Linked DNA regions of Mus musculus: regions 1, 3, 4, 5 and 6 are each linked to region 2. The links are chromatin contacts, called in public promoter capture Hi-C maps. All regions are on one chromosome and are shown on one strand. Each heading gives the region's core, a stretch centred on a gene start, on an enhancer-like site or on the middle of the called end of the contact. The rest is flanking DNA. Distances are from core to core; before and after follow the strand shown. Region 1 holds the start of Gng7 (guanine nucleotide binding protein (G protein), gamma 7). Region 2 holds the start of Abca7 (ATP-binding cassette, sub-family A (ABC1), member 7). Region 3 holds the start of Sgta (small glutamine-rich tetratricopeptide repeat (TPR)-containing, alpha). Region 4 holds the start of Slc39a3 (solute carrier family 39 (zinc transporter), member 3). Region 5 holds the start of Map2k2 (mitogen-activated protein kinase kinase 2). Region 6 holds the start of Atcay (ataxia, cerebellar, Cayman type).

Evidence for each region. Promoter capture Hi-C pulls out the DNA fragments that hold promoters and counts their contacts.
Region 1: a promoter capture Hi-C map of pre-B cells shows a contact between it and region 2, with 4 times the contacts expected there. The contact joins the promoter of Gng7 here to the promoter of Abca7 in region 2. A contact is called at or near these places in 4 of 39 promoter capture datasets (hippocampal neurons, liver and pre-B cells).
Region 3: a promoter capture Hi-C map of liver shows a contact between it and region 2, with 4 times the contacts expected there. The contact joins the promoter of Sgta here to the promoter of Abca7 in region 2. A contact is called at or near these places in 4 of 39 promoter capture datasets (hematopoietic stem and progenitor cells, hippocampal neurons, liver and 1 more) and 1 of 484 Hi-C or Micro-C datasets (B cells).
Region 4: a contact with region 2 is called in a promoter capture Hi-C map of liver, with 4 times the contacts expected there. The contact joins the promoter of Slc39a3 here to the promoter of Abca7 in region 2. A contact is called at or near these places in 4 of 39 promoter capture datasets (cranial neural crest, hippocampal neurons, liver and 1 more).
Region 5: a contact with region 2 is called in a promoter capture Hi-C map of liver, with 4 times the contacts expected there. The contact joins the promoter of Map2k2 here to the promoter of Abca7 in region 2. A contact is called at or near these places in 1 of 39 promoter capture datasets (liver), 1 of 115 datasets of contacts at active chromatin or transcription factors (embryonic forebrain) and 1 of 9 other capture datasets (liver).
Region 6: a promoter capture Hi-C map of liver shows a contact between it and region 2, with 7 times the contacts expected there. The contact joins the promoter of Atcay here to the promoter of Abca7 in region 2. A contact is called at or near these places in 2 of 39 promoter capture datasets (embryonic stem cells and liver).

Annotation. Positions count from the first base shown.
Region 1 is chr10:81,013,027-81,017,210 of GRCm38.p6, reverse strand. Gng7 (guanine nucleotide binding protein (G protein), gamma 7) reads left to right here and starts at 2,286. Exons shown (of 4, transcript NM_010319.3): 1 at 2,286-2,355.
Region 2 is chr10:79,994,600-79,998,860 of GRCm38.p6, reverse strand. Abca7 (ATP-binding cassette, sub-family A (ABC1), member 7) reads right to left here and starts at 2,367. Exons shown (of 47, transcript NM_001347081.2): 1 at 2,273-2,367; 2 at 1,181-1,253; 3 at 999-1,092; 4 at 706-847; 5 at 505-617; 6 at 337-410; 7 at 24-104. The coding sequence starts at 1,246. Cnn2 (calponin 2) reads right to left here. Exons shown (of 7, transcript NM_007725.2): 7 at 3,461-4,261. The coding sequence ends at 4,247.
Region 3 is chr10:81,058,697-81,062,895 of GRCm38.p6, reverse strand. Sgta (small glutamine-rich tetratricopeptide repeat (TPR)-containing, alpha) reads left to right here and starts at 2,625. Exons shown (of 12, transcript NM_001358550.1): 1 at 2,625-2,768.
Region 4 is chr10:81,034,063-81,038,583 of GRCm38.p6, reverse strand. Slc39a3 (solute carrier family 39 (zinc transporter), member 3) reads left to right here and starts at 1,269. Exons shown (of 4, transcript NM_001358898.2): 1 at 1,269-1,380; 2 at 3,579-3,666.
Region 5 is chr10:81,103,260-81,107,708 of GRCm38.p6, reverse strand. Map2k2 (mitogen-activated protein kinase kinase 2) reads right to left here and starts at 1,794. Exons shown (of 11, transcript NM_001347144.1): 1 at 1,471-1,794. The coding sequence starts at 1,562. Mir5615-1 (microRNA 5615-1) reads left to right here and starts at 3,036; the gene lies at 3,036-3,095. Mir5615-2 (microRNA 5615-2) reads right to left here and starts at 3,093; the gene lies at 3,034-3,093.
Region 6 is chr10:81,228,604-81,232,747 of GRCm38.p6, reverse strand. Atcay (ataxia, cerebellar, Cayman type) reads left to right here and starts at 1,962. Exons shown (of 13, transcript NM_178662.4): 1 at 1,962-2,256.

The DNA of each region.
Region 1 (4,184 bases), core at 1,037-3,536, 1.0 Mb before region 2:
ATTTCAAACAAACAAACAAACAAACAGGGCTGGAGAGACAACACGGCAGTAGAGAACACTGACTGCTCATCCAGAGAACTAGGTTTCATTTCCAGCACCCAGTCCCAAGGGATCCAATACCCTCTTCTGGACTCTGCAGACCACTTGCATACACACACACACACACACACACACACACACACACGGTGAGCACACAGACACATGCATGCACAACATCTTTACACACAAAATAAATACGAACAGTTTTGGAAAAAAATAAAACAAAACAATGTAAATCATGGAAATGAAAGAGTCTAGGTAGGTCAGGGTGACAAGGTCTGGACCTAGGGGAAGGGGATGTGCCCAGGGCGGGCAGCTCCAGCGCTCCCCCTGGTGGCCTCTGGGCTCAGTGCGGTCTCCTGAATCTACTTAGACTCAATTGCATGCCACAAAAGGGTAATTTTTGTGGATCTTGTTTTGAATTACATTTGGGAAATTTGTGTGTGTGTGTGTGCACGTGTGCATGTACACACGCTCCAGTATGTGTGTGGTAGTCAGAGGACACAATGGTCTAGCCTTACTGGAGATTAGATTCTCTCAGGCTCTCAGGCTTGGAGGCAGATACTTTTCCTGTTGAGCTACAAACCTCTTAGTGTTTGTATTTATTTATTTATTCATTTATTTATTTATTCATTTATTTATTTATTTATTTAAATTTTATGTGCACGGGTGTTTTGCCTGTGTGCATGTCTGTGTGAAGGTGTCAGATCCCCTGAAACTGGAGACAGTTGTGAGCTGCCATGTGAGTGCTAGGAATTGAACCCAGGTCCTCTGGAAGAACAGCTAGTGCTCTTAACCACTGAGCCGACTCTCCAGCATTAGTTAGTTTTTGAAACAGGGTCTCATGTTGCCTACAATGGCTTCAAACTCACCCATGTAGCCCAAACTGAACTCAAACTTGGGGCAGTCCTCCTGCCTCATCTTCTCAAGTGCTGGAAGATAGCCCAACTCTGCATCTACCAGGTGAACCACAAACAGTAGTAGGGTCTGGGGACAGCCTGGATGGGATGTGCCAGGGAAGAACACTGAAGAAAGGTTCTGGGCTTTCTCTGAATATAAAGTGCAGTGTTTGTGTGTGTTTGTGTGTGTGAGCACACGTGCATGTGTGTGCCTGTCTGTGCATGTCTGTGGTGGGGGCATTCATATGTGTGTGCATGTATGTGTGTGGATGTGTGTGTGGATGATAGCCAGGTTCCTTCAGGAATGACAAGAGTCCAGGGAGCCGAGCCAGTAGATTGTCTGTCACAGAATGTCAGTCCACACCAGAATCCTGAGGTCACCCACCCAGGGGCTGCACTGGTCTTTCCCTGGGATGGCTGTTACCTGCAGGGATGTTCCAGATGTCTCTGAGGTCACCAAGAAAACTTGTAGAGAATGCAGACCCATGGGCTGGGGCTTCCAGCATGAGTCCCTGGTGCCACTGCCCCCACTGGAGAGTCAAAGTCATCCTCTCCTGCATGGTGAGTTCAAGGCCAGCCTGGGCGGTTTACTGTGACCCTGTCTTAAAATATATATATATGGCTGAAGTTATAACCCAAGCCAAGTACTGCAAAAGCCAAAAAAAAACCCAAGTAACAGAGAGAATAGAAAAAACCGGAGATGAACATCAGAATACAGAAATGATAAACAAGCAAATAAAAAATCAGTATTTCCTCACTATCCTGGGTCTCTGCTCGGGATTCAAACTCGTTCCTTGAAAACCACAAGGGAGCTTCCTGTCCCTGGCTCCCATGGGGTTTTTTGACTGGACCTTGCTGTTCTGTTAGATCTGGGCTGAGATGGGGAGTTTGATCGGTGTTTTCTTACTGCTAAAATGATGCTCAGCGGAAGATGAATATTATCACAATATGGGATACAAATGTATGCAAACGTCATAATGAAACTCATTATACCATACAATAAATACACACCAATAAAATAAACTCGAAAATCCAAACAAAACAAAGCCTGACTTAGTACATGCCTAACGTTAAGCAGCTTCTCCTCAGAGAGGCCCCTTTGATTGCACCATTGATTGCCAATCTTTAGACGCATAACCCCGCCCTCCAGCTAGTGAATGGCCCGTGGAGACGCCATTCCTGGGTTTGGCCCGCCCACTCGAGCCCGAAGCCCCGCCCTGCCCCCAAGGCTAAGCCTACCAGACTGTCGGCCCTAGGCTCCTCCTCTGGACCAACCTCCGCCACCTTGGCTTCTGATTGGTCCGAATGCTACAGAGGCTCCGCCCTCATCGCGGGAGACCCCGCCCCATGGAAGAGCCCTCTCTAGGCCCCGCGGTGCGTTCGGCTGTGCGGCTGCTGAGACACTGGCTGGAGGCAGGTGAGCTCCGCATGCTGAAGAGACTCGGGGTGTATCGGGGAGGAGTGGGCTGCCTCAGAGAGGACGGGGGCAGCCCAGAGAAGTGGGGTGAAGTCAGACAAGAGTGGGGTGCAGTCAGAGAGAGTTGGGGTGCAGTCAAAGAGGAGTGGGGTGCAATCAGGGAGGAATGGGTGGCAATCAGTTATGGAGGAGTGGGGTGCAGTCAATTAGGGAGGAGTGGGGTACAGTCATACAAGACTGAGTTTGGTGCAGTCAGATACGTATTGGGTAAGGTGACAGGAGTGTGGTGTAGTCAGGGGAGTGGCGTACAGTCAGGAGAAGTGGGGTACAATAAGGGAGGAGTGAAGTGAAGTCAGACAACAGTGGGATACAGACAGAGAAGAATGGAGTTCAGTCATGGAGAAGAGGGGTGCAGTCAGGGAGGAGTGGGGTGCAGTCAAGGAGGAGTGGGGCACTACCTGTTTGCTGTTTGGTTGCACACAGTACCAACACCTTGGAGACAAAGACATAGAGCAGGGGGAAGGTACCTGTGTGTCCCTCTCAGGGACTCAGGGTACATAGGCTTAGATCTTGGGGTGCACAAGGCTCCAGTGTTGACTGACTGTTTCAGAAACTTCCTGTGGGAGTGTTAGGGGCAATAGTGTTAAGGTGTGTGGGCAGCTCTCCACTGCGGGGGTGGGATGGGGTGGGGGTAGGGGCGAGGTGGGAGAGAGGGTGACGGTGGCTGGCTGGGGGACCTCTTGTTATAGCACTGAAACTGTTGCCAGGTGTCAGGGAACCAGGCACCAAGTTCACCGGTTTGCAGCTGCAGACAGGTCTAGTGCTCTCAGTGGCTTTGGGACTCTGCTTTGATCTGTTAGCTGCTGTCCCTCAGTCCTCAGTCCCCCCTACCTCCTCATGAGGGCAGGGCAGCTAGCCCTGGGTAGGCTCCCTGCAGTATCTGCCAGGGAAGATATGTGTTAAGGCCATTCTGGTGCAAGCTGTCACAGAAAGACTATGAGGAACCCCCCTTGACTCCCACCATCCTGGGGTGCAAATGAGAATCTCTACCCCGGTGGTGGCAGGCGTGCTCTCCCAGTCCTTAGGAAACTGAGGCAGAAAAATGGAAAATTTGAGGCTAGCTTAGGCTACATAGTGAGTTCCAGGACAGCCACGACTGCAGAGTGAGACACTGTCTCAAAAACACCACAGTCAGCTTGCAGTTTAGTGTAAGATTGTCTCTGAACTTGGGTGACTCTGCTGTGCAGGGAACACTGGGTAACATCTAGGGACATGTGTAACTTTCTCAAATCAGGGAGGAGGTCCTGGCATGCAGTGTGGAGCCTAAGACTGCACAGTGCCTTGCAGGGCCCATAGTGTCCCACAGACAATGAACAGGCCCAGTGTCCACAGCCCAGAGGTGTGAAAAACTGCCTGAGATCTATGCAGCCAGGTTGGAAGGATGTGGACTGGGATAGAGCCCGGGGTGGAGAACCTGCCTAGAATCCCCCAGTGAGGCACTAGGGTTGGAAGCCATGTCCATCCTCCTGCCTCAGGCTCTACAGTGCTGGGATTACAAGGTATTTGTTAGGATGCTTAGTTCTTCCAGGTGGCTCGTTCTGTTCTGTTTTTAAGACAAGGTCTCCTGTAGCCCAGGCTACCTCCAACTCTCTCCTGATCCTCCAGTCTCTGTCTTGAGTGGCAGGACAGGTATGGGTCACCACACTTGGCCCTGTGAAGGTTGCTCATACTCCGATTTCTATTGCTTTGCTTTTCTTCCTTCCTTCCTTCCTTCCTTCCTTCCTTCCTTCCTTTCTCTCTTTCTTCCTTTCCTTCATTCCTCCTCCTCT
Region 2 (4,261 bases), core at 1,118-3,617:
AGAGGCTGGCTGGGGCTGCTCACCTCCTGGGCAAGATCCCTGATAGCATCTGAGAACTTTCTCATAGAATCCTGGGCTTGACCCAGCACAGGATCCAGGGATGCCTGTGAAGCAACGATGGGTGAGACCTGGGTGGACTGCTCAGTAGTCCCCTGGCCATAAATGACCTTGGACCCATGATCCTCCCACAGAGCCAGAATGGAGGTGAGCACTCCCCCCACTGATCCCCACCGAGCTCCTATCACCCCGCTTTACAAATGAGGAATGGAGGAGTTGAAAGGGGCAAGGGCTCATCCCAGGCGGCCACGGGAGTTCCTCGCGCCAGCCCCCCCTCACCCTTTGCAGGATCTTCTCCAGAAGCTTAGTCACTGACCCTTGACTGGTCGGCTGGTCACTCTCCTGTGGTCGTGCTGAGGGGAGGGGATGCCAACAGGCAGCCAAGCTCAGCCTGCAGCTCAGCCTCCTCCCCAACCCCCTGCCCGATTTACAGCCCCAGGTCTCTACCTCCACCTCCAACTGCCCTGAGCACGGGGATCAGTTTCCCCAGGGCATCCAGCATGTCCTGGATGCTGTGGCCCCCGAGCACTGTGCGGGTATCAGCGAGGAGCCTCGAGATCCTGGGGAGCAGAGAGGGAGTGGGAGGCGGGGCCTCAAGAGTCCAGGACCCCATTCACCAGCCAGCCCCCACCTGCCAAGTTCACTCACAAGGAATCCTTAAAGTTACTCAGGACCCCAGGCTTCTCGCCAGGCGTTGGGTGCTGGAAGCAGGAGTTGTTTACGTTGCAGACAAGGCCCTGCAGCCAGGGCACCGTGCCCGCCGATGGTAATGGCTTGTTTGGAAAGTGGCCTGGAGCGGGGAGACATCTGCTCATAGTCGCCCTCACTTCTATTATCAGCTCATTAAATGATATGGCCACCCGCCACACCCAGCTCAGACCCCAGCGCCAAGCAGGGCGGGAGAGGCTTGTCACTGTCCCACCACACACACAGCGGCTCACATTCGTGATGCTCCAGAGGGGGGTGGGAGTGACGGACAGCCACTAGGATGAAGAAGAGGAAGAGGGGCCAAAGCAACTCCACTAGTAGTTGGATCTGGGGAGAGAATGGGTAGGAGACTTTGGGGGGCCGTGATGGACACCTGCCATCGCCCCCCCCCCGACCTGCAAACCCCGGGCGTTACCGGTTGTCTCCGTCGATAGGTGTAATTTTTCCACAGCAGAAGCATCAGCTGTGTGCCTAAGGCCATGATGACTCTGGACCGGAAACAGCGGAGAGGACAGGACAAAGAAAAGGCTGAGAGTGAGCTGTGTGGCTCCAGACAAATGTCTGCGGGTCTCTGATCCTCATCCTTCCGAACATCGGGCTGAGCCTCAATAAATCTCCCGCAAAGAGCCCGGCAAACAAGGCACCATAGAAAGAAATTCACTAGGGAAGTGACCAATGGGAACCCGGCGCGCAGCCGTCCTCGTAGCTGATTGGCTGGAAGGGCTATCGATGAAGGCTGGGGTCTGGAAGACCCTGTTTGCATTCTTAGGGGGCGGAGCTTGGGTTTAAAGCTTGGGGCTTGGGGCTCGGGGCTCCACGGTCAGCCTCATACCAGACCGGGGTCTCGGTTCCGTTCGCCCCAGGTGGCCCCCGGTGAGACCCGGAGTCTGTGTCATTTGCAGCTGGCCTTCTATTTTTTAAGAGATGGGAACTGAGGCTCAAAAAGGGGCAAAGTCACGCTCCCAAGGAAACCAGAGAAGAAGGAGGGCCCGCCCTCCGGAGTCAAAAGGAGGGTACAGAAGACCGCCGGCTAGGAGGAGTCAGGGACAGGCTCCTTGAGCACGCCATTCCTGATTTCGTTATTTTATTTCCCCCCGGAACTGTATGCCTGTGGCCTGCTTCATGATACCGATAGGGAAACTGAGGCTGACAGAGAGGGAAATTGCCAAAGTTTAACCATCTACATGGAAATTGGCGGCTTCCACTCGGGGACTTTTTTCTTTCATAAAGTGAAATTTGAGATCTGGGGGGTGGGGGGTGACAGGCCTCATTTGGAAAGTGGGACACTGGAGGTGTAGGTTGGCAGAGGTCCCTCGAGGTGACCAGATGACCGCTGTGAGGATCGGTGGTCCATTTTTCCCACACTCCCCGGAAGGATAAGGAAGGGCAAGGGAGAGTAGGCACCTGGAACCCCAAATTATCAGGGAACGTGGCTCAGCCCACCCTCACCCCACAGCATCCCCAGATCTCCAGGCTCCACCTTCCACCCTCTCGGGGATTTTCTCACCGTTCTGAGGCCCCCAAACTCCATCCACTTTCGCTCCTCTCGGCCTCGGCGGGGGAGCGCGGCCCCTTTAAGTGGAGCCCCGCTCAATTGCGGACGACGCCCTTCGCAACCCGGTGCCCTAAGGAGCACCCAGCCCCGCCCCCTAACGCTACTATTGGATATTGCACCTGCTACTCAGGCGACTTTGCCATTGGAGGAGGCGGGACCACAGCCCGCCTCTCCGAGCCGGGTTTCTTAAAGGGACAACAGGATTCCTGCTGCATCAGTTTGGCTTCACTGGGACACGACAAAGAGGGGGACAACGGGTCACCTGTGAGTTCACATCTTGAAATGGCAGCTCCCCACAGCAAGACATTCCTGTCTCCTCTCCCCAAGGACTCCTTTTTAAAAATACTTTTTAATTTTGAGAGTGGCTCACACTGCTGTGGTAGGCCTGGAAATCACTGCTTAGACCAGGCTGGTCTCACAGAGATCCGCCTGCCTCTGCCTCCTGAGTGCTGGGATTAAAGGCGTGTGCCACCACAAGTAACCTTTGTTTTTAAATTTAATTAATTTGCTTATTAGGGTAGGACACATGCATGCATGGCATATCTGTGGAGGTCAGAGGACCATTTCCTGGAGTCTATTCTTGCCTACCATGATGTGGGACCTCAGGCAAAGACCAAGTTTAGGTCGGAAGGTTTGCACAAGGTCTTTGTATCCTGTGCCATCTCCTGCCACCAGCCAGAATTGTACCACAGCCTCTGTGAGCTCATCTCCAAAGTAGAGCTTCAAGGACCTGCACATTCATTTTAGCAACATCCTCTGGTCTAGACAATTTCAGAATCAGGTGGCAGCCCAATATCCTAAGATTAGAATCAATAGTTGCCTGGATTGTAGGCAAGATTCTCAGATGTCTCCTACTCTGGAAAAAAAAAACTGGTTTATTTCACAAAGCATAGAGGGAGATGGGTGTAGATCACCCTGGCAAGCGTGAGTTAGGGGGCCTTAGAAGTTGGGGTTTTGCAGATGCATAGGAGTTCGAAGGAAGCTGGTGAGGGAGACTCAGCCTCTTTCTCCACCCTAGCCCCGATCTATCTCACATCATTCATTCAACTGTGTCTGTTTCTCGCCTTCTCCCTAACTTTTGTGCAGGGCTTGCACCTTGCTTCTAGACAGCGCCCCCTCCATCACGGCCAAACTCAGGAATGTACTTTACTCTTAGAAACAGAGGTTTTTATTGTTTTTGTTTTTGTTTTGTTTTTGTTTTTTTTTTTGTTTTTTTGGTCCACACAGGGAATTTCACATTTTCTGGCAGTGCAGGGGCCCGTGTGGGTCATGTGTGGCCCCTTCCGAGGCCCAGACTCTAGCACACCTAATCAGGGCCTGCACAGGGGCAGGGAAGCCTTCAAACACCAGAGGAGTGAGGGAGGGCTGCAGGCGTTGGGGTCACATCTGGCTTGCCTCAGTTTCCCCACGGGGCACAGGAGGGTGAAGTCTGAGAGTCGTGGGAAAGCAAACTTAGTCCCTCAGAATGCCTGCAGTATTTTAAAGCCTAGTGTACTCCAATACTTTTGAGGCAAAACCCCCACAAAACCCCTTGTTTTCTTTCATTGAAACTGCCTGTAATTTCCCCGGGTTCACAAACCACAAACTGATGTGAAAGAGATGAAGAAACAGGAAGCCCATTGGGGCCAGCCTCTCCCACAGCCCACTGGGAAACGCACAGCCTCACTGTCCCACCAAGGACACCCATGTCCCCTGTCTGGTGGGTCAATCCTGGGAAGGAAGCGAGGCATGGTGGGTGAGGAAGGAGCATAGATAGCACAGATCTGTCATCCCAGCCCTTAGGAAGCTGAGGCAGGAGGATTGCAGTGAGTTCCAGGCCAGAGAGAGATACAAAGAGATGACCAGTTTCCAAACACAAAACACAATGAAAACCCCAAAGCCCACACAGGGCTGCTGATGCAGTGGGGGAGCTGGCATGCTGGGTGCTCAGTAGCCAGCTTC
Region 3 (4,199 bases), core at 1,376-3,875, 1.1 Mb before region 2:
TGAAACAAGATAAGAGAGCAGAGATCAGCATTTGAGTAACACAAGAGTAAAGTTTATATAATGCACAAGAACACTAGTGGCCAGTTCCTGAAGCAGAGTTTGCCAAGGTGATTTGAGATAGGCCATCATGGGGCAAGGGGGAGAGGGAGTCAAAACCGAAGCAGGCCACACGGATACACAGTCAAAAGCAGAGAGACAAACGCAGTGTCTTTCCCAGCCTGTTTTCCTTCAGCATCTCTTTTCCTGGGGATGGTGCCACCCACAATGGGCGGGGCCTTCTCATGTCACTTATGTTTGGTTTTTTGTTTTTTGTTTTTTGTTTTCCCCTGAGACAGGGTTTCGATGTATAGCCCTGGCTGTCCTGGAACTCACTTTGTAGACCAGGCTGGCCTTGAACTCAGAAGTCCTTGTGCCTCTGCCTCCCAAACGCTGGGATTAAAGGTGTGCCACCAAGCCTGGTGTCACTTATGTTTAATCAAGGTCACCCCCACAAGCAGACCAACTTCATCTAGGCACTTCATGGAGACTCTTGCTAAGCGATTCTCGGTTGTGTCAATTCGATAGTTAAAACTAATCTGATGAGATAAAGATCAGAAATCACAGGTTGTAAGAGGGTTTCATTATGTCAGTACCCTTTCCCTGTAAAGGGAATTTTTGGCAAGATTTCTAGAAAACAGTATGTTTTCACCCTGGAAAGAAGAAAAGTCTTAAAGAGTTGGTAATTGCCCTGGAATTCTCTGATAGAGAATGGCATCAGTTCCTGTGAAGGTGGCAACATCTTCTCTCCTCTCACGTCCCTCACAGCTTTTCTATCCTGACTTATTGCACACCTCACATCCCTAACCAACCCAGGACACTAAGTTTGGTAATTATAACTACGCCATGTCAAAGGTGGGGTGTGTGCAGAGGATTGGCAGGATCACAGCATATCATATCAGCACTTGGACACTGATGCAGGGGGATGGACAGAGTTCTTGCTTTTCTTTTCTGCTTCCAAGACAGGGTTTCTCTGTGTGGCCCTGGCTGTCCTGGAACTCACAGAGATCCTCCTGCCTCTGCCTACTGAGCGCTGGGATTACAGGCCTGTGCCACCATGGCCCACCTGGAATTCCATAAATTTAAGGTCAACCTGAGCTACATAGTAAGACATGGTAAAATGAAAATAGGAGAGATAGTTCAATGGTTAAGAGTACATATTGCAAACTGGGTAGTGCAGTTTTAGCCCAACCTTGCCTACGGTATGAGACCCTGTCTCAAAGAAAATAAAAAAAGTAGAGTACATACAGCTTTTGCAGAGGGCCTGAATTGCACTGCACCCAACTCTAGCCTTGGGGATTCCATGCCCTCTTCTGATTTTTATAGGCACTGTATTCCCATGCAGACACCCACACATAGACATCCACATAATTCAAAAGTAAAGATAAGTTGGTTTTATTTATTTTTATTTATTAATTTTTTTTTTGGTTTTTCGAGACAGGGTTTCTCTGTATAGCCCTGGCTGTCCTGGAACTCACTTTGTAGAGCAGGCTGGCCTGGAACTCAGAAATCTGCCTGCCTCTGGCTCCCGAGTGCTGGGATTAAAGGCGTGCGCTACCACGCCCGACCTGTTTTTATTTTTATTTTTATTTTTTTATTTATTTTTGGTTTTTTGAGACAGGGTTTCTCTGTGTAGCCCTGGCTGTCCTGGAACTCGCTCTGTAGACCAGGCTGGCCTCGAACTCATCCCGAGTGCTGGGATTAAAGGCGTGGGCCACCACGCCCGGCTCCTGTTTTTATTTTTTGAGACAGGTTTTTCTGTGTAGCTTTGGCTATCCTTTGTAGACAAGGCTTGCCTCAAACTCACCGCGATTCCCCCGCCTCTCCAGTGCTGAGATTAAAGGCGAGCACCACCACTGTCTGGCTGCTAATCTTTGTTTTTCTTTTAGGCATCAGAAAGAAGTTGGGGTGTGCAAAAGATAAGTTTGTAAATAGGTTTTAAATATAAAAATAAGTGAAGTAGATTGTTTAGTGGTTAATCACACTTACTGCTTTCACAGAAAGTGGGATATGCCAGTTTCCAAGATGGGCGAAGTGGATGAAGAGTTCCGGGCCAGGCTGGGCTCGTAGTATTGTCATTTTAAAAAAAGGAAAAAGAAAAAAAAAATTACGAAAACAGGGGGCTGGTGAGATGGCTCAGCAGGTAAGAGCACTGACTGCTCTTCCAAAGGTCCTGAGTTCAAATCCCAGCAACCACATGGTGGCTCACAACCATCCACAATGAGATCCGATGCCCTCTTCTGGTGTGTCTGAAGACAGCTACAGTGTACCTACATATAAAAATAAATAAATCTTTAAAAAAAAAAATTACGAAAACAGAACCAAAAACTTCATAGCATCAGTTAGTGGCTTTGATTCAGATTTGTCTTGCTGAAAGCAGCTAGATCACGTGACAGACTCCATACCACGTGGTCTGCCTTGGTGCCTCAGGGGTCCGCCGCCGCCCCACCGTGCTTTAGGCCTGACCCGCTTGGTGACTGTCAGACTAACTTCCGGTTTTCCTGATGCCTCCAGAGGGCAGTTTCCATAACAACCAGCTTGTGACCCCCCTCTTCGCGTGACGTCACTTCTGTTTTAGAGCGAAGGGTGCACTTGAGCGCATGCGCAAAAGGAAACCTACACAGGAAATGGTTTTTTTCTGCGCAGGCGTCTTGGTCCTGAGGGCGGAGCTTGGCTGCGCCGCGGTGCGCAGGCGCAGCCGTCGGTGGGTCGGGTCTTCGGTCGACTGAGAGGTGAGGCTGGGGGCTCCGCCGTGCCCCGTATGGGCGTCGGGGGTCTGTGGGTTTAGCTTCGCTGTGCTCGGGAGCCCCTGGGACAAAGGTGGCTTGTGATCCGGACTTCTGCTCTCTTCGGGGTCACGTGAGCGGGCGGCGCAGAGAGGAAACTGAGGCAGACAGCGTCCCAACCCACCCCCACCCCTCGTCGCTTTTTCTCACGAAAAGGTCAGCGTTTAGGTGTGTGTGGGGCGGATCTCAGTTTTCTCGGGGCCCCTAAGGTCTAAGACCCTCTTACATTGCCATTCCTCACCCTGGTGACCTTGCTTAGCCTGTTGCCTGCCCACAGCCTCAGTTTTCCTCTTCTGTACAATGGACGTTGTCACCATTGTCTGAGCAGTTGTGGGTGCTCCTTCCCATTGGGAGGGTGTGTTTGATTTTGGTGCCAAAGGTAGGTAGTGTGTGGGTTTGAAGGGCAGAGGGCCAGCTGTGCATGCTAGGGCAAATAGCTTGACCTCTCTGAGGAGGAGTTTTCTTAAAACAATGGTAAGGCAGGTGTGCTGACACATGGGCAGAGGCAGGAGTATCGTGGGACTTCCATGCTAGCAAGGACTACATACTTTGTCTCAGAAAACGAAACAACCAAAAGCAAAGACTCGAGCAAATAGTCTAGAACTTTGGTCCACAACCTATAATCCAGTCTTTCAATTGAGAGGGGGAGACAGCTGGATCGCGGGGAGTGAGTTCAGGCCCAGCCTTGGATACCTAACACGGTGGAGGTAGCTGGACCACAACGTGAGACCCTGTCTGAAAATGAAATCGACATAATTAATAGTTTGTTTGTTTTGAGACAAAGTCTTTATCTGTCTCTGGCTGTCCTGGAACTCACTATGTGAGCCAGGCTGGCCTCAGCGCCACCTCTGCCAGGACTGTAGGTGCCACCACCTCATCTGGCATCATAATTAACGTAAAAAGGATGTCAGTCTGGGCCCGTTTAGTTGTAAGCTGGGCTTGCTGGCTGTCATCCCAGCTTGTAGGAGGCTGAATCGGGAGGATGGAAGTGAAGTTCAAGGCTATGTTGGGCTACATGGTGAAATCCTCTTGTCTCAAAAGCCAGGTTGTAGTGGTGTCCGACTTTGATCCCAGCACTCAGGAGGCAGAGGCAGGAGGAGCTCTCAGAGTTCGAGGCCAGCCTCTGGTCTACAGAATGAGTTCCAGGACAGCCAGGTTGCAGAGTGAGACCCTGTCCTGAAAAACCAAAACCAAAAATGAAATGTTAGCAACAACAAAAACAAAGAAAGTCAGTTGAAATTGTTATGTCTCTGTGTCTGTCACCTGGACATTAATTGTCCTAAGGTCCATTAGCAGAGGTCTGTTAGCCTCTGTGGTGGCTGGTGAAGGCACACGTTCCCCACCAGTTGATTGAGATGACTTTCCTGTTTTGTCCCT
Region 4 (4,521 bases), core at 20-2,519, 1.0 Mb before region 2:
ACACATTGTAGCTCAGGACCACCTGTGACTCTGACCCAAGGTCATGCAACACTTTCCTCTGACCTCTTTGGGCACCAGAGACACACATGGCACTTAGACATGCAGGCAAAGCATTCATACACATAAAATCAAACCAAATAAATCTTTAAAAAAATAAGTTATTTACTTATTTAGATGGACAATGGTGGCGCATATTTTTTATTCTGAGCACTCTGGGAGGCAGAGGCAGGCATATCTCTGAGTTTGAGGCTAGCCTGGTCTACAGAGTGACTTCTAGGTCAGCCAGAAACCCTGTCTCAAAAACCAAATAAATAAGTGAAAATACGAGAAGCTCATGTCACATACATCAGGGTAGGCTCATGTGTTAGTGTGCTGTGCATGGCTCTTTTGATACAGTGTCTCATTCTGTAGGCCAGTCTTGGAAGACAGAGTACATGGATCTTCTGCCTCAGCCTCCAGAGTGTGCTGGGATGACAGACATACATCACCATGTGTAAAACTATAGTGTTCTGTAAAGCTTTGATCTGCAGTGAATGAAGCGTCTTTGTCATCTTTGTTGTCTAGCACAGTAAAAGCACGGTTTACACAGCATACATATTGTGTGAGGTGCTCTAGATATAGCAGGAGGCCAGGTATGGTGACTCACACCTACAATCCAAGCGCTCGGGAAGCTGATGCAGGAGGATTCTGAGCTTTCTGCATGCCACCCAGCCTGGGCTGCTCAGCAAGACCGTAGCTCAAACAAATGAATGTAAAAATAAGGCATACTGTGTAGTATCTGTAGGCTCTACTCAGGTGCCATGTCACTTCAGGAGACATTTCCTAGGCTGCAGGTATGGGTAGAATGATTACATTGTTAGTAACTGTAGTGATTGAGGGGCACAGTAGACCTCTTGAGCTTGAATTTATTCTGGCTATCAATAGATATTTGGTGGACGCCTGTATCTTCTTAAGCCGCGAGGAAAGACTTCAAGAATGTTCCATTCGCTGTAGGAAATCGCTTCCTGCCAAGCCTCCAGCCACACTCATTCAGTACCACGCGACCCTGGACAGCTCCGGGATGGAGGCCCTACTTCCGGAACTATGTTGCCAAGTAGTGTTTTCTATCGGAATCATTTGGTAGCTGCACTCATGTTTAGAAAGGAGAAAACTGCTTTCCGGAGCCAGTAGGCGTTGCAGAAGGATTGGCAGCAGCATCGACCAATGGACTATGAGTTCTGTCGAGTGGCACTGACAGTGTCCAATAGACGCTGATGTGGGCGGGGCGTAGGTAGCAGCTCGCAGCCCCGGGGGTCTCGGCTGGTCCGCTGCGGCGGGGTCCGGACCGCGGGGCAGTTGGCGGCAGGTGGCACTGGCTGGAGGCCTGAGGAGCTGTCAGAGGTACAAGAGGGGTCAGGGCGTGGCCTGGGCGTGGCGGGCTTGGGGCAGGGCGGAGCCGAGGGCCCTGGCCGACCGTGCCTGCCTGTTCACAGAGTCTTTGCTTCAGTGTGAGGCTGAGTGGAGCACACAGTAGGCGCACAATAAGTGATTAAGGAAAGACTGAGCTTGTCGCCCGCCAGCCCTGCCCCGACTGGCCCGATTTTGAGAGCACCCGAGGTATCCCTACCTGACCCTGTCTTCTAGCATCAATTGGGCGCCTGTTGTATGCACTTTGCCTTGTGTTCACAGCAGTGGAGGGAAGGACTTTAAGGGAGTTATTTTTGTTGTTAATTTTTTAAAAAATTATAGTAATTATGTCCTTTATAATATTCCTCTAGAATATTTTAATTTTAAAGTTTAACTTAATTTTAACCTTATTTATTTCATCCTAATTTTCTTTCGTATTTTATTTTCATTTTTTTTTTTGTTTTTGTTTTTGTTTTTGTTTTTTTTGTTTTTTGAGACAGGGTTTCTCTGTATAGCCCTGGCTGTCCTGGAACTCACTTTGTAGACCAGGCTGGCCTCGAACTCAGAAATCCGCCTGCCTCTGCCTCCCAAGTGCTGGGATTAAAGGCGTGCGCCACCACTGCCCGGCCTATTTTCATTTTTAAAATTTACTTTCCTTCTTTTTTTTTTCGACAAAATTTACTTTTCAAATTTATTTTATGTGTCTGTGTTTATGCACATGTGTGCAGTGCCCAAAGCGGCCAGAAGAGGGGAATAGATAGATCTTTCTAGGCTAGAATGGAACCTTGGTCATCTGCAAAAACAGCCAGTGCTCTCAACTGCTGAGAGTGTCTCTGCTGCTACTATCTTATCTTATTATTTCATTTCTTTATTTATATTTCTTTCCAAGTCAGGGTTTCTCTTTGTAAACCTGGCTGTCCTGGAACTCACTTTGTAGACCAGGCTGGCCTCGAACTCAGTAATCTGCCTGCCTCTGCCTCCCAAGTGCTGGGACTAAAGGCGTGCGCCACCACTGCCCGGCTGTATTTTCTTTTTAAATTTTGTTGTATTACTTTATTCTGAAGTAGGGTCTTCCTCACTGTCCAGGCTGGTCTCAAATGTGTAGCCGTTGTCCCGCCTCACCCTCCTGTGTACTAAGATGATAGTCACATCCCTTCAGACCGTGTATGTGCACACGTGAGGAGCCTAAACTTCCATATCAGTGTCTTCCTTGATCGCTCCCATAATTTAACATTTTACATATATGTGTGTTTTGCTTCTTTTCATGGCTGTGCACCTGTTGGGAACAAAATAAAGGGGGACCCTGGGGGCCCTGGGGAAAAGTGGGGGAGGAAAAGGGGTCTAACGTCCTGCTAGGGTTCCTGTGCTCTGGGCAGGCAGATGCAGGCAGAGCTGCCGGACGCTTTTCCACAGGGCCCAGGGTGAGCATGCCTGACTCATTTAAGAGCTTTATTATAGAAATGCAGGGGAGAGAGAGAGAGAAAGGGAGAGAGAGAGAGAGAGAGAGAGGGAGAGAGAGAGAGAGAGAGAGCGAGAAAGGGAGAGGGAGAGGGAGAGAGAGAGAGATTTATGGTCTTCCCTGTTGCTAGGTAACTGGGGAGGAGTTTAGCCTGAAGGTCAGAAGCTTGGGCCATTGCTTACATGACTACTGACCATGCTTCTCTTGAGGGGGCTGTGGGAGGTGGTACCTTAGTCAGGGGCCGGAGTTCCAGGAGCATGAGGGAACACCTACCGTGTCATTTAGGTGAATTATAACCATCGGGGTTCAGACCTCAGTTTGACTGGAGACCAGCCTTCAGTTCCCCACATGTACCCCTTATGTGCCTGGTGCCTGCAGAGACCAGGAGGGGCATTGGGTCCCCAGGAGCTGGATCTACAGGTGGGTTGTGGTCCACCATGTGGGTGCTGGGAACCAAATCCAGGTCCTCTGGAAAGGCACCCAGTACTTTCAGCATTGAGAGCCTAGAGCTGTTGACTGGGCCAGAGTGGCTGGACAGCATGTCCCTGTGGTCCCCTTTCTCCACCTCCAAAGTTCCAGGACAACCCAGATATATACAGTCCCTTTGGTGCAGTAGAAGGGACAGGGCTAGGGCAGGGACAGGATGCCGCTGACTGCAGAGGGTGAGCCGGGGTGTGTTCAGCAGCACGAGGGAAGCAGCTTCACTCCTAATGAACCATGCTTTGTGAGGCAGGAGAACACGTAAGAACAACCCTACATTTTGGCCACCACATCCACTGAGCCAGCTGCCACCTTGCACCTGCCCTGCACCAAGCCTCAAGGTGGGTACCAGGGCTGCAGCTGGGAGCAGGAGTCAGGTGGTCTGCAGGAGGCCTTCCCAGGGACAAAATATAAAGATACCTGTGGAGGATCCAGGGATGTGGGGTGGGGTGGGGCAGGGCGGGGATGCTCCAGGCAGACGAAGTAGTCTGTGTAAAAACCCTGGGGCTGGCACAGTCTTGGCAATCAGGACTCTGGCAGGCTGGTGTGAGTTGAGTTGAGTTGACACCAGTTATGTAAGGCCTATCCTTGGGGTAACAGGTTGAGATTCTCTGTCAGGGCAGCAACACCATGAGAGTGCTCTAGCACCAATGGGATCATTCCATGCTTGTGTTTAACCTGGAAGCTACTCAGCTCAGGTGGCTACCAAGCAGCTGTCAGCACGGAACCAGGAGCTAAATATATTCAGCTTCCTGTGCCCTGCATGAATGTGTGTCTGTGTGCACGTGTGTGTGAATGTACATGTGTGTGAATGCATGTCTGTGTGCATGTATGTGAGTGTGTGTCTGTGTGCATGTGTGTGAATGTGTGTCTGTGTGCATGTGTGTGAATGTGCATGTGTGTGCATCTGTGTGTGCATGTGTGTGAATGTGTGTCTGTGTGCATGTTTGTGAATGTGTATGTGTGTGAATGCATGTGTGTGTGCATGTGTGTGTGTGTGAATTTGTGCATGTACTGAAAGCCAGAGGTAAACCCCCAGTGTCTTGCTCAGTTGCTCTCCACCTTAGTTCTGGAGTCAGGGTCTCAGGAACCTGGAGCTCCCTGGTTCCTTGCAGCTGGCTGCCAGCAGGCCCTGGGTAGCCTCCTGTCTGAGGTCCTGCCTGCCTGCACCACCTCCCTAGCCCTGTATCACCTTC
Region 5 (4,449 bases), core at 545-3,044, 1.1 Mb before region 2:
TCTCTTAGGCACTTCACCCAACGCCTCAGGTCCCCCTCATGCCATTACTATAAGTTCCACACTGGAAAGCCTTCTCCCCATTCTTTCCTGGAACACCACACCCCAGGCCATCTTTATGCACTCTGGGGTCCTCAACAGCTGCCTTCAGACTGAGGCACTTCCATCATGCTGATATGCCCACAAAGGGGTGTCTCACCGAGTCTTTCCTGACAGAGGCCTCCCTGGTCTGGTATCACTCAAGGATTCTTAGGCTGTCCTCACCTGGGACACCCCTCTTTTCCCTTCAGGAAGACCAGCCTTCCCCTTCTCCTCCCAAAAAAACCTTATCCCTAACCTTATTTGATCAATCGTCCTTACTTGACCCTTTTTCAGGAAGGCTTTGTACCCAACTGCATCGCTCATCCCACCCCATCATAGTGAGTCTGTTACCCCCACACCCATCTCCAAGGGCACTGTCCACTTTCCACTAGGTCACCATGTACTCCCCAAGCCAGGCTCTCCCCTGCACCTCCCCTTGCTTCTTCCAACAGGTTCCTTCCCTCTGCCCCTGCAAGGCCAGCCTTGCCTCCTCAGACAAGTCATGCCTTCAACTGCTCCACTCACCTGGTACCCAGTCTTAAGCGCTAGGCTAGGCTACCCCGCACGGCCTCTGTTCCTCTAACCATACCACACCTCACACACACACACCCGGAAAGCCTCACTGCTCCCCTGATTCTCCTGGCCACCTTCAGGACGTCTTCTTTCTTGGGTCTCCAATTGCCCTGCCTCTCTTCAGGCCCCTCTCCTTACTCCAAGTCATACCTCTCTCTAGCTCCCCTTTCTTGGTCCCAACACCTGCAGGACCTGCCCCCCTCTTGTACCCACGCCGCCCCCTTTGCCCCCTGTTTCCCCTTCAACAGCAGAGATTTTCCCAAAGCCATTCTCTCAGATCCCTGCACCTTGTCCCCATCCCTACCCTGCCTCAGGCACTGCTACTCTCCAGACCAACTTTTCTAAAGCCAAGTTCCGGCCGAGGCCCCGCCCCTCTACGCTCACAGGACTCAGGGCTCTCCCCTTGGGCCACGCCCCTCTCCCATCTGGCCAACCTGATAAGACCACCAGCCTCACTGCTCTGGCCCCGACCCCAACCAGGCTTTTGTTCTAGTCCTCAAAGGCCACGGCCCTCTAAGCTCACAGGCCACTCACCTTAGACCACGCCCCTTTCCCCGGGCCAAGCTGACACACCACGTGACTCACCCAACTGGCCCTGCCTCCACCCCCCCCCCCACAACCCCCTCCATGCCCGGACCCCCAACCAGGCTTTGTTCCAGCCCTCGAACTCCACGCCCCTCTCACCTCCATCCACACCATTCTCAGGACCAGCCCCTGTCCTCCCGGGCGCTGCTATCCCTTCAGACCACACCCCCACTTGTGGTCACGCCCCCTTCACGCCGAGGCCCGCCCCTGTCCTCACACGCCCCGCCTACTCACTCAGAGGCGCCCTCGCTGGTGGGGGACGGGCCCTCGGCGATGGTAGGGTTGATAGTGAGTGCCGGTAACACCGGCTTCCTCCGGGCCAGCATCGGGGCTCCACGGCCAGCGGCGACGCCTCAGCCGGGGCCCATAGGGGGCGGCGCGACGCGGGCCCGGGGCTGCGGCCTAGGCCGGGCAGAAGGTGGAAGGCGGACGAGCCCGGAGCGCCGGGGCGAGCAGACCGACGCCGAGGCCGAGTGAAGCTGACGCTGCAGCGCAGCCGGGAGGTCGGGGAACAGGGGGCGGCCACAAGCTCGCAGGCCGAGCTCTCGCGAGATCTTTTTCTGCGAGGTCCCGCCCTCAACCGAGGCGCATGCGCGAGGTGGCTCCCCGGCCTACTGTAGAAGGGCAGAGGCGGACGCTGTGTTTAATGTTTGCGGCGGTGCAGTCGTCTGTCTGTACGATCAGCTTCCCGGGGTCGGCTGCGTGTGCGTCTCAAACGCGGGTGGGGTTACACACGGCAGGACCGCGAGGAGACAGACCTGCCAGCATCAGTCGACTCAGACTTGTTTAGTTTCATATATTTTCCTAGATTTGGCCGCTGGGACCGTAGGCCTGAGCTACCTTACCTGCTTCCTGCTTTGCTGCGGCCCCGTGTCCTATAGGCGAGAGCGCTACCCACTGAGCCCTACTTCCTGCTGTTTGTTTTGTTGCTTGTTTGTTTTTGTTTTTATTTTGAGACAGAGCCTCAGTACCCCACCCACACTGTTCTCGAAGTTACTGTGTTGTCCAGGCTTCACCTCCACTCCCTGCAATCCTCCAGTCCCAACCCCTAGTGTTTTACTGTTCTGCAACAATCCCATAGCCCTACAGACCTTTCTCACGGCCCTTCATTGAAGCTCGGGTATGGGTAATACATAAATTCCCTTGGTCCCCATCCCTGACGGTCACCATTTCAGTGTGTGAATCCGAACACTTCTTGTGGTTAGGGTCACTTATGTCTGGCTTGTTTTTCCTTTGCCCTCAAGGTCCATCCACAATGGTTTGGATGGCAGGGCTCTCGTCCTTTTCCTGGCCAAATAGCATTCCATTGTGTAGACATACCACTCAGGGCTGGTTCTTTGTCCAGGGTCACACTCTTGGAATTCAGAGTGTACAGATACATAGTAAAACCCCTGCTCTGGGCTCTTGAGCAGGCACATGGAAATCAGACTTGCAGGGTCTTGCTCTGCAGCCCACGGTGGCCATGAAGTTTGTTCTGAGTGACAGCATCTCACAAGGAAGTTCTCCGCGTTTTTTTACCTCTCAGATGGTAAAGATGAAACCCACCAGGGAGGCAAGCAGGCTTTCACCTGGCTACAGCCTTTATTCAGTTCAATGACTTTGAGAATGTATTTTTTTGTTACAATTTTGTGAGAACAAACCATTTTATTTTTTTAAGGTTTATTTACTTATTTATGTATGAGTACACTGTAGCTGTCTTCAAACACACACTAGAAGAGGTCATCTGATCTCATTACAGATGGTTGCGAGCCACCATGTGGTTGCTGGGAATTAAACTCAACACCTCTGGAAGAGCAGTCCTTGGTTGTTTTCTGAGACAGAAAAGAGTCTCATTTTCTGTCTCAGAAAACAACCAAGGACTGGGGTGTAGCCCAACAAGGGACCACTTTCTGCGGCTGGTAGTGGAACCCAGGTGAGTGTTCTGCCCAGTGGAGCCTGCCCCGCTCAGTTACTGTTTTATAAGTCTGTGGATTGTTCCCAGGCCAGCTGCTAAGGAGAAGCTGGGGAGAGACCTGGTTTACATCTGCCTTCATGCATCATTGCAGACAGAAGTCCGGGCCTCAAAACACCATAAATGTCACCACAGCGGTTTCCCAATCGAAAATCCTTGTCCACCAGCTGCACATGGAGCAGATCTAGGCAGGGGCCTTCCCTCTCTTTCTACTCTGTAGAAAGGATTGAACTCAGGGCCTCAGGCTTGGGTGCAAGCTCCTCTGCCCGCTGACCCTCTTGCCGATCCCAGTTGTCCGTTCATTTGTCAGGAGTATCCTGCCCTGCTCACTGGATGCTTGCACTTCAGATATGTCTGGGGTCTCGAGCTCTGCCTTGTTTTCCAGCAGTCCCCGGGAACATGCCCTTATTCCACTTCAGCTCCATGTAATCTTTATTGACCCGCAATGGGACATAATAAACGCACTGTCTGCGAGGTGCAACTGCAGGAACTTTTACAGCAGTGCACACCTGTGGAGTTATTCCCCTCTGCGCTGGGCATGTCCTGTGTTTCGGGATTTGACTTCTGCCCACAGTGGGCAGGGTGCAATGGTCACGGTTTATCTGAGCTTGTAACTAGGAAGGACCCTCACATCCCAGAGAATTGAGGAATAGAAGCAAGAACTTCATGGGCTCAAAGGCCATGTCTTCATGAGAGCAGACAAGGGCAGCACTGGTCAAGAAAGACCTGTCTCAGCCCAAGTCAGCAGGTGTGGTGGCCCATGCCTTTAGGACCCAGATCAGGCGGTAAAGGCTGAAAGATCTCTAGGAATTCAAAGCCAACTTTGTCTACATAACCAGTTACGGCCAGGTGGGGCTGTGTACTGAAACCCTATACCAAAACAGCAGCAGCCAAAAGTATACAGGGCCTCCTAGGATCCCCAGTGAGAGGCTGGGGACATGACCAGAGGTGGAGCCTCTGCCTAGAATCCCCCAGTGAGGGTCTAGGGGCCTGGCCAGGGGTGGAGCTCCAGGAAGCCCTGGGCTTAACTCCTAGTACTAAATAATAACAATAATCATGACAATATTAATAAGCCACGGGTTCTGTGATCCCTTTGAAGTTCACTGGTTCTCACTGCTCCTTGATGAAGACCTCTGGCTATGCTTTGGTTGTGTTTTGTGGCTCTGACCTAGTCTGAGAACAAAAAGGCTGTCAGAGGTGTATTTGTCTCTGTTCAGCTCTGTGGATGTGGTGGATGTGGGTTCCATATGTACCCCGAGGGT
Region 6 (4,144 bases), core at 713-3,212, 1.2 Mb before region 2:
GTGTGGCCTCCAAGGCTTAAGGCTCTAGGTGTGTAGCCCACGTCTTTCTAGAAGGCAGGGGGACTGTGGCAGTTTCTCTTGAGTTACATGTGATCTTTTCCCCTATTATTTATTGCAAGCCCTGTGCCCTTGACTTTTGCCTCTGAGAGTCCAACTTCTGACGTGTTCTAGAAAGGTGCAAACTGATTTATCAGTGCTAAAGGAAACACACAAAATGGAGTAATAGCCCAGAAAATGCAAGGAAACCCAGACACCTATTCCAACATGGATGGATGGCCCTTGAGGACAGCATGTCAGCATGAGTCAGACACAAAAGGACACTCGGACCAGGATCTCACTTCCAGGAGGTTCCTGGAGTCCTCAGACTGACAGACACAGGAAGTAAGATATAAGAAGTAGGGAGGTGATGGGCATAGTGTGGGTAGATGGAAGGTTCTGAAAGTGGGTGGGAGTTATGGCCGCACCGACAGGTGAATGAGCCTCGTGCTCAGTGAGACAGTAGGCACGCATTTCCATGGTGGGAAATGCCTAGAACAAACCTGTTGTCAGGAAGAGAGAGCCTATGTGACCTATACTCACATGTACACTCGTATGAACGTAGGAGATCCGAGAGTACTGACAGTACAGGCAAAGGCCTTGTGGCAGGAAGGAACTTGATGTGCTCACAGGATGTGCAGAAAGAACCTTGGAGATCCACTACTATGTGGGGTCTTATATTAGTTACCAGGAAAGATAAGAAACTGAATGGAGGGGGGTTAAACCCCAAACATTTATTCTCTCACACTTTCAGGGACCAAAGTCTGGGCGATTAGTTCTTTATGGACACTGGGGACATCCTTCTCTGCTCTCTTTTACTTCTGGTAACGTCTGGAAATCAACTGCAGTTCTCAGCTGCTAAATCAAATTGTAGCTTAGTCTCCATTTTCCCCAGGACCCTTGCTTGCCATACTAGGCAGAGCTCTACCCCTGACCACTGGCTGAATTCTACATAGGACATCACCTCTGACCACGCCCCCACCCCTCTTTAAATGTTTGTGTGTGTGTGTGTGTGTGTGTGTGCATGTGCCAGTGCATGTGTCAGTGCACATGCAGAGGGCAGACGTTGACATCAATGGCCCTCCGATTGCTTTTCAGTTAGCCCCAGCCTCCTCCCGCGCTTGCTTCGGGCTGAAACTGCCAGTGCACACCAGCTTCTCTGCCTACCCCCCTCCTCCCTGACAGCTCCACGCACACCTGCTGAACCATCCAGCATGACCCCTCTTCTCACTTCTGAGATGGGGGCTCACCAAGTTGTCCAGGCTGACCTTAGTCCAACCTGGATTTGAACTTGCAACGCGCCTCCCCACCCCCCACCCCCCGGTCTCAGCGCTTCCAGTACTTGAGACCAGGATACAAACTGTCTTTCCATCCCATCCAACTGCAGATGCTGAGCTGCATGCGAGCTGTCCATTTTTCCATCAGCTTCTAGATTTCCTCTGGGCAACTGCAGGGGCGCTGTTCCCACGGTAGCGCAGACCCAATACATCTAAAACAATCAGCCAGGTTCGCTGCATCCCAACATTCTGCCTTGTCCTGGGTGAATGAGGGACCCTTTGACTCACCCTGAAAGGGGGATCTGGAAGCCTCCATTTCTTTGCCCTCAAAGATGGTTTCAAGGGCGTCTCTTCCCCCGTACCAAAGAATCCTGCAGGCTCCCCGCCCCCATCCTGTAAGAGTTAGGCCACGGCTGCTTGTCCGTTTATTTATTTTCTCTTATGGTTTTGCATAAGTAAGATGCACCATCTCAGAGACTTTTTTTTTTTTTTTTTTTTTTTTTTTTGCACCTGCTCTGGGCATGGCTGGGAGAAATGCTTTCGCCTCAGCCAATGGGGAGAGGAGGATGCAGGCAGGGATGCTAGAACTGTCTATCAGGCCTGGGCCCGCCCCCTGCACACAAAAGCAGCTTCCTCCACTATCTGAGGGAAAGACAGAGCCTCAGCCATCAGAAAGGGAAAAGCCAGAGCCGCGGCAGGCCTGGGCTGCGATGGCAGGGGAAACAGTGACTAAAGGGGGACAGGGGTGCTGCTACTAACCCACGGCGCCGCCTTCTACAGTTGGGCCGGACAGGTGTGCTGTGGCCACGTCGCCCTGGGTGACCTTCCTCAGATGTGGACTTGGCCCTGAGCATCCTTCCACCAGGCCCCTCGCCTGGGTACCATCGAGAAATGCCCGCCTTTGTGTCCAAGTGACAGCGCAGAGGCAGCTTCCGCTACCGAGGTGAGTGGGCCTTTTGCAAACTGGAAATTTAAATTGTCATTTGTCCCTTGCTTCTAGCCCAGCTATGGAAAGGTTTATTGGGGAAATGCTGGCGGCACCCCAGCGCGGATGCTGCGCCAGCCAGGAGGGTCGGGGGTGGGGTGAGGGGAATGCAGAACCCAAGGATTAGAGCCCCAGTTCTCGGTGGAGCATCCTGGGGGCGGTAAACCTCCCATCCGGTGTCGAGTGTTTTCTATTTATAACCCTGACTGCGGGCTCGGAGAAATCAGCATTGCATATACATTAAAAAGGGTGGGTATTTTAGCAGCGTGGCCACCGGCATAGACCTATACTGTTTATCCTGGATTTGGGGGGGTTCCTGGTCTCTCGCTGTCACTTGGCATTCATGGACACCCACCACACCCAGGACTTGGAAGTATGTAGATAAGGGGGTCCTTTCCTGGTCACGGTGCTCATGGGGTACCCGTGTCACCTCCCTGCACAGACACAATAGATTTGGTTCAGTGCTTGGGGAGGCTGGCTGCTCACCCCATGTTGGGGACACACTGGGGGACAGATTTTTTTCTCCTCTGCTGTGTCTCGGTCTTCTTCATGAATGGGTGATGACATTCAAGTGGGCCCCGCCTCCTCTGGGCTCCGAATCTCCCAGGCACATCTCAGCTGATGGCCATCATCTACTGGCTGCTGGAGACACACCCCAGCCACCAGCCCTATACCACACTGATCGCTGGGCAGGGCAGTGGCCCTTGTCATCAGATCAGGGAGCTGAGTAGGGGTGACATGGTGGTAAACCCTAACATCCCGGGTCTGGACCCTGGAATTCTGTTGTAAATATGGAAATAAGAAGAAAAACATGATGTAGCAGACATGACCCTGTTGGTGGCAGGGTTTGGTTTGGGGGCGTCCCTAGTTGTGTGTGTGGGGGGGGGTTGCCCTCCCAACACTGGCTGCCAACATGAAGTGCTTCCATCTGACAGTCTGAGGGATCTCCATGGCACCAGAGCACCACTCTGCCCCGATACCTTGCCGGCGAGGGAGGAAGAAGAACCAGCCCAGTTGTAACTACCGTTCACAAACCAGAAAGAGCTGCAAGGGCTCACCTCACAAAAGGACTTGGTCGGCAGCACTCTGGTGGCTTCTGGGAGCACAGAGCTAAGCCTAGAGACACCTGTTGGCCTGAGTTTGCTGCTTGGGACCCACATGGTAGAAGGAGAGACCCAGGACCTCCACTTTGTCCTCTGACCTCCCTGAAATAGCCAAAGAAGTACCAACACCCTACACAATGACAAGATAGATAACTAATTGTAAAAGTGACCAAACTGGCAATGGTGGTGTACACCTTTAATCCTGGCACTTGGGCTGAGGTAGGACCACATAGTGAGATTCAGGAAAACTAGGGCTATACACACACACACACCTACAAAAATAATCACAGCTGGGGCTGGAGGGGAGGTGGCTCAGTAGTTAGAGCTCTGGCTGCTCTTGCAGAAGACCTGGGTTCAATTCCCAGCATCCACACAGCAGCTCATAACCACCTGTAACTCCAGGTCCAGGAGATCCAACCCTTTCTTTTTTGTCCTCCAAGGGTACAAGGCATGCACAGAGTGCAGACATCTGTACAGGCAAAACACATACATGCAACATAAGTCTGAGACAAAAAAAAAGGAATCCCACCCCTAGGGAAGCAGAAACTGGAGGGTCCCAGGACTCAGGTGCAGAGAGCTTCTGCCTCAAAAATGTATGGCAGAGAGTGACAAATACACTGGTGTTGACCTGTGACCTCCATCTAAATGTGCACATTATGCATACACACGAACAATTGACTTTTTTGGAGCATGGGAATGAGAGGTGATAGGCTCAGGGGACATCCCCAAAAGCCATGATGTAT